Linked DNA regions of Sus scrofa: region 1 is linked to region 2. Evidence: chromatin contacts called from public HiChIP or PLAC-seq data. All regions are on one chromosome and are shown on one strand. The core of a region is the stretch at or near the end of the contact, and the rest is flanking DNA. Distances in the headings are between cores, read along the strand shown.

The links. HiChIP or PLAC-seq counts read pairs in DNA pulled down with a chosen protein or histone mark.
Region 1: a contact with region 2 is called in an H3K27ac HiChIP or PLAC-seq map of skeletal muscle. The contact joins two enhancer-like sites.

The regions. Positions count from the first base shown.
Region 1 is chr16:45,448,290-45,451,666 of Sscrofa11.1, forward strand. All of the region lies in intron 5 of MAST4 (microtubule-associated serine/threonine-protein kinase 4), which reads left to right. Among named protein-coding and RNA genes, the nearest start is that of CD180, 140 kb to the right of the region's middle. Within about 2 kb of position 1,377, at least 5 of the 83 cell types and tissues checked have an H3K27ac peak or open chromatin away from gene starts, as enhancers often do. A contact at or near this core is called in skeletal muscle, where this site is marked.
Region 2 is chr16:45,195,168-45,198,368 of Sscrofa11.1, forward strand. All of the region lies in intron 3 of MAST4 (microtubule-associated serine/threonine-protein kinase 4), which reads left to right. Among named protein-coding and RNA genes, the nearest start is that of MAST4, 220 kb to the left of the region's middle. Within about 2 kb of position 1,279, at least 35 of the 83 cell types and tissues checked have an H3K27ac peak or open chromatin away from gene starts, as enhancers often do. A contact at or near this core is called in skeletal muscle, where this site is marked.

The DNA.
Region 1 (3,377 bases), core at 127-2,626, 250 kb after region 2:
TCATATGGTATCTGTCTTTGTCTTTCTGACTTACTTCACTTAGTTGCGTCCATGTTGCCGTGAATGGCATTATTTCATTCTTTTTTTGTGGCTGAGTAAAATTGGATCTTAATTACCTATTTTTTCAAGTTAGAATTGACAATATTTACTGATGGATTAGGTGTGGGGTGAGAGTTGATCAAAGGCGGCTTCCAGATCTCTTGCTGAGAAAATGGATCAGTGGAAGGGCTGCTTCCCAAGACAGAGGAGATAAGATGCACAGGTCTGAGGTAATGCTTGCTTAAGAGTTCATTGTGCTGCTTCTTGGATTTAAGATGCCTGTCAAACATCTCAGTGACGTAAATCACCAGTTGTTACCTGGGCCTGAGACTCTAGAGTCTGTGCTGGTGATCAGAGTCTGGACCACTCAGTTACAGATCGTATTTAAAACCTGGGGAACAGATGAGTCACTGAGGGAAAGAGTTTTGGAAGTTCGGGATACAGAACCTGGGGCCTTGTCTCCAATGTTGACATTTAGAGGTTTTGAGAGGACAAGTAGCTGGGCAGAAACTGAGAAGCAGCAACCTGAGAGGCAGAAGGGAAAGAGGAGAAGGTCACAAATGCCAAGAGAAGACAGGGCTCCCGGAGAGGGACCAGTGAATTTTAGCAGCAAGTAAGTAATCTCTGTCAGGCACATAGCCATTATTTGTTGAAACAGTAAATAACTGTTTATAAAGAAATGCACAGAGCTCCTTCTTAGTTCGTTGACCAAAATGCATCATACCCCTGAGGGAAGACAAGGTCTGTTTTCCCCCTAAAGAGAAAGTCCTCTTAAATATCTAAGTGCTTACAAAGCCCCATGTAGAGTGTATTTTTTTTTAATTGAAGTATAGTTGATTTACAATGCTATGTTAATTTTTACTGTACAGCAAAGTGATTCAGTTATACATATTCTTTTCCATTATGGTTTATCATATGATATTGAATAGAGTTCTCTGTGCTATACAGTAGGACTTAGTTGTTCACCCATTCTCTATATAATTTGCATCATATTTGTGTCATATTTTAGATCCCACAAATCATACGGTATTTGTCTTTCTCTTTATGACTTACTTCCCTTAGTATGATAATCACTAGTTGCATCCATATTGCTGCAAATGGCATAATTTCATTTCTTAATGGCTGAGTAGTGTTCCACTGTATGTATATACCACATCTTCTTAATACACTCATCTGTTGGTGGACATCTAGGTTGTTTCCACGTCTTGGCTGTTGTAAATTGTGCTCCTTTCAACATGTATCTTTTTGAATTATAATTTTGTCTGGATATATACCCGGGAGTGGGACTGCTGAATCATACGGTAGTTCTATTTTTAGTTTTCTGAGGAACCTCCGTATGGTTTTCCACAGCGGCTACACCAACTTATGTTCCCACTCAAAGTGTATAGTGCATTATCTTAATAACTTTATTTTGAAAGTCATTTTAGCAAATCTTTCATTTACCTGTACATCATATAATCTGTTTCATCCATTACTAAAAGCTGAGAGGGAGCTGTTGCCTTTCATATTCTCTAATAGTTTGGTTGCTAAGGAGCTGTACCCCCTCCCAAGTCCACTGAGCAAACAAGGCAACGTTTCACTGAAATTAAGGAAATCCGAACTGTTCTCTTTTTGATAGAAAATAGACATTGGGAATTCTTGAGGTTATTTTTTCTATGAGAATAGAGATTCTTATAAATTTTGAATGAGTTAGAATACTTGAGAAACTCAAGTCTCAAATAACCAATTTTCTTGAAAGTTAGTGAGCGAGACTCTTAAATTTCAAATTAGGTAACATTATAAATGGAGATTAAAATAATTGGTTTATCAACTTTGTCTCCATTTAGAGTAGACATTTTCAGATTTAAGTCTTACACAGACTTAAATCGTGGCTTAGGGGCTTACCAACAGGACCAATATCCATGAGGATGCAGATTCAATGCCTAGCCTCCTGTAGTGGATTAAGCATCCAGCGCTGCTGTGGCTGCAGTGTAGGCCTGCACCTACAACTCCGATTCAACCCCTAGCCTGGGAAATTCCATCTGCCCAGGTGCAGGCTTAAAATGCAAAAAAAAAAAAAAAAAGCAAAACAAACAAACCCAGAACAAAAAACTTTTGTGGTATGATAATTACATATTTTGTCATTTTAAAATATACAAATGACACGTATTATTACGTCTTCTAAATCTCTGGGAAGAATATTCAAATATATATTCAAATTGGCCACACAAAAACCTTTTTTATCTGCTAATCAAAAAACAGGGGATTGCCTTATGTTTAGTGTTGCTTTTATCTAAGAGATATGATAAATAAACCGTGACCTAGAAACTAAAAAGTGCATTTGAAATCCTGGCTAAGTCACTTCTCTCCTCACCCTTGAGGTTTTCACAACTTGGAGACACAAAACAAAGCAGACTGGACAGACAGCTTTGGTGACTGTCACAGTGACTTCGGGTTTTTCCAGCACTATCAAGCTTCTAGCATTCTCTTTCACTAGCTTCCTCCAAGTTATCTCTGAACTTGTTACCAATCTTTAGCTCTATGCAAATTCAGACTGCCTTCTTCAGCCCATTAGCTGGTGAGAGTGTGTGGATTTATATCACAGAAAAACTAACTGTTCCACAGCGATAAAAGAACCTGAGGCAGGGGTCCTGTTAGCTTGGGGATCAGCCAGCTGTCTTCATTCAGCGTCCTGTGCCCTTGGTAGAAGGCCTGATGCTCCCGCTTGGGCAACCTGTGAGGAAGGATTAGAAGTTGTCTGTGTTTTAAATTCAAGTACCTACACTAGGGAGCGTTTTCTTAAATATCACGTACACCAATGCCATCTCTGCCTTTGAACTTACTCACTCTGGCATAATTACAATTTCAGCTTTAATGATGCTTTAATGCAGATTTTCGTATTTACTGCAGTAATGGGTGAGTACTTCCCCACAAAGCCATGCAAATTGTAGGCTTTTCAAGTTCTAAGCTTTTATGTTAGGAGGAACAGTGGGTAATTGCAGAGCTTGTCATGGCATGTTAAAGTGTGCATACACCGCGGTAACCATCACGAGTTTAGGGGGTTCAGCTGTGGGAAGAGGAGCCCATCTACTCTCCTACGTTAGCAGATTTGGCTTCTGTAGACCAGGGAAGGGGGAGGCAAAGAAAATTTAGGAGAGAGTTGCACCATTTTTAGGACAAGGAGATAAATTTGTCTTAAAAAATGAAATTTCAGGTTTTTAAAAAATGTCTTTGAAAAGCTTTTCTTCTGTTCACCAAAGCTGTTCAAGTTTATTGTAGAAACTTTGGAAAATACAAGAAAGTATAAAGAAGAATGTAAACATCATTTATATTCTCATTCACTATTCAGAAGTAACTAC
Region 2 (3,201 bases), core at 29-2,528:
AATTGCTAGCAAGCCTAATAGTGTGTTGACAGCCAGAAAGAGACAGAAAGCTAGAGTAATAGCAGGTGGGGGAGCAGGGAGCCACTTGTCACTTCCTTCCCCACCCCGCTGTTTAGAACTCGCTGGATATCTGGAGTAGGTAAAAACCAGAAATTGCTCATTTTTTTTTAAAGTTATGCCTGCCTTCCTGACTACCTCTCTTTCAATAAAAGACTGACGGATAGAGTGAAGGAGGGGGTGGTTTTGAGACAGACTGCAGATAGCCCCAGTATCTGCCTCTCAGGACAATGCTATGCTTTCCATTTCAATATCTGTAGAAGAGAAATCAAGGGGGGGGTAATTTATTATAAATTGGTAGTATCGGATATTGTTACTCCTGTGTCAAGTCGGTAATGAAAACTTAATATTCATCTCTTGGTTGCTTTGAATTGAAATAAGATGAGGATGAGCGGAATAAACAAGCTGAAACAGACTGTGAAATTGCACATGATGGGAATCTTTTTTTTTTTTTTTTTTTAGTTGCTTATAGACTAGAGATAGGTTAATATTCCAACTAATGATAGTTCTTAGAATTTCTTCTCCCTTTTTACAATTTGGTCCAGTATCAATAGAGCCAAGTTATTATGTGGCCATGAAAAAAAAAATCTAAAATGTTTGTACCTTTGGGCTAGGTATCCACTGGCAAGGTATTTATGTAAATGAATTGGCTTTCACACTGGGAGGGGTAAGGGGTTCCTGCTGTGGCTGGAGGGAGGCTGCCCAGAGCCCTTCGTTTGCTGGCTTCCGGCAGTGCTTGTGTGTGTGAGTGTGTCTGTGTGTGTTCTGCTACATCTTTTTCTCTTTGATGCCATCAGAAAAGATGAGCACCAGGCACGCTGGTGCTGCTTGGCTAACCAGCTGTGCCCTAGTTTCCCGCCATCCCAGTCAGTAGCTGCCTTTTACAGAGGTGTCTGCCACTGCTGATTCACTTAGCCGCTTGGACCTTAGAGTTGTTTCTGAAGGGGCTTGACCTGAGGCCACTGCCACAAGCCATTTTCTGGTCACTGGGAATACCAGCTTCAGTATTTTGAAGAAGGAAAAGCAGGGATCCCACAATTTCCTGTCTGCTAGCAAGAGCCTCCTGCGCCTGGATGCATGCATTAGGTGTCTGAGCCCACTTGCTGCGCTCTCCCACCGAACTGCAAGCATCCGTGATCCCCGAAGTTGCTGGAGTGAATAACTAAGCCGGACCAGCTGACTCCGGGCTCCAATCAGCTAGAGCGTGATGTAAGTGTTTAGCAGCTGCCGGGCTCTGAATTAGCTTGCCGAAGTAGAGGTAGTACAGCATGGCTAGACTGTTGTGAGAGGCTCAGAGAAAGCGGAGGGGGAGATGGATGAGTCCAGCATCCTAAGACGAAGAGGGCTCCAGGTAGGAGATCCTTCCATACTTGAAATGTAGCGTTGCCAATTGCCAGCTGTGGAGGATTTCAAAGTTCCCTTTTCATTCCTTTACGGGCACAAATATGTGCACAGTTCTTAGTATCCACTCGGTAGCGTGATGCGCTGAGTCTCTGGTTACAGGGTTCAGTGACACATCACAGGGTTCAAAGAGAGAGGCTCTTTTGTCAGAGACAATAGACACGACTTTTAGTTTGATACTTTGTTTGGTTGTTTGTTTTTCTGCTGGTGGTTCAAGAATAGTTGAATGGTGGCTGGCAGTGACAGCTGATAAGCTGGTTTGGCATCTAGTCAAGTCTCTGGGAAGTCTGTCTAGGGTAGCAACTCTGTTCAGTTCTGGAAACATAGGACTCAGTTTTGTGTTGGGATCAGCCCGTGCGGAGGCAGCATCTGTCTGATCGCCTTGCAGATGTGTGCAGCTGCTGGGAGGTTTCCTTCTGTCAGGCAGATGAAAGTTTCTGCCGGCAGCTCAATCAGAGTCCCCTGTAATTTGTTTATGTTGAGATGTGGAAAGATGTGTATCTTACTCCCTTGCTTTCTTGTGCCCAAGTTTATCTAATTAAATTACTCCGACTTTAGCCTACAAATGTATTCCAAGTTAAAACTTGGCAGATCAGAAAACTTGAAAAAAACATCTGCTTGGCAATTTGTAAGTTTCAGGATGCCAAAACATAAGAATGTTCAAAATTAGTATGTTTAACTCCTTGTTAACTCTTTTTTTTTTCTGTGTATAAGTGACAGTTTTCTCTGTGAAAGACTCTAACCATTAGCCATTGTTAAACTCCCATTCATTATTTTTGAAAGTAAAAAAAAAAAAAAGTGCTAGGGAAGACCAAATATACAGCACATGTAGAAATGCTTCCAGATATTCCTTAATGGTCTTTGACTCACAGCTGGTCTAGCTGTCAGCTTTTTATTTTAAATGTCAATTACTGATACTAATATTATTCTGATTACTCTAATATTATAATAATATCATAGATAAACTAAAAATTATTTGTAGACAAACAAAGAGGGATTAAAAAGTTGGGGTTAAATGTCACCCATTGTTCCAAACCTAAGTAAACAGACTGCGTCTTTAATGATTTTCGGTGTGGTCATTGTTTTGAAGGTACAGTGGGGTTAGTCACTGCTGTGGATTTCCTTTTCTTTGTTTTCATCACATCTATAAAGTTCTGGTACTGCACAGCTGTTTGTGTGGGTCCATATTCTCTCTGGGGTCATTGGTCAAGTATGGAAAAGCTCTTTGTTAAAAAGATGATAAACTCTATTAAACTGATAATGCTTAGATTATTAGTACATCGATTGTAATTCTGCTGAGCATTTTCTCTTTAATTCATTTTAGGTAATTTAAAATGTGTCTTTGATAAGACACTCCTTTTGTGGTTATTTGTGTAATATATGTTGTCATAACTTCAGATGATATGATTGAGATAGATATATGGTCCTTCTGAGAGGTACATGTTTCATAGGGCGTTTAATTTTAGAAAGAAATCATTATTGTGGTATTGAAAATAATGGAGCTCTTTTTTCAAGATTTGCTACAAAACAAAGAAAACATTGCTAAATAGTACTCAGACTGTTAGATCTCCATTTACGTAACATACTTTAACTACACCTGCCATGTGCTACTATATTAATAGATCAAGAATGTCTGCTTTCTATTATAAATGAGATAAAAGTCTCCACACTGCAAGAAATAGCAGTATAAAAGTGCTGAAAAGTTCTGCTCATAGTTACAACTTTATTTTGAATTCAGCAAAG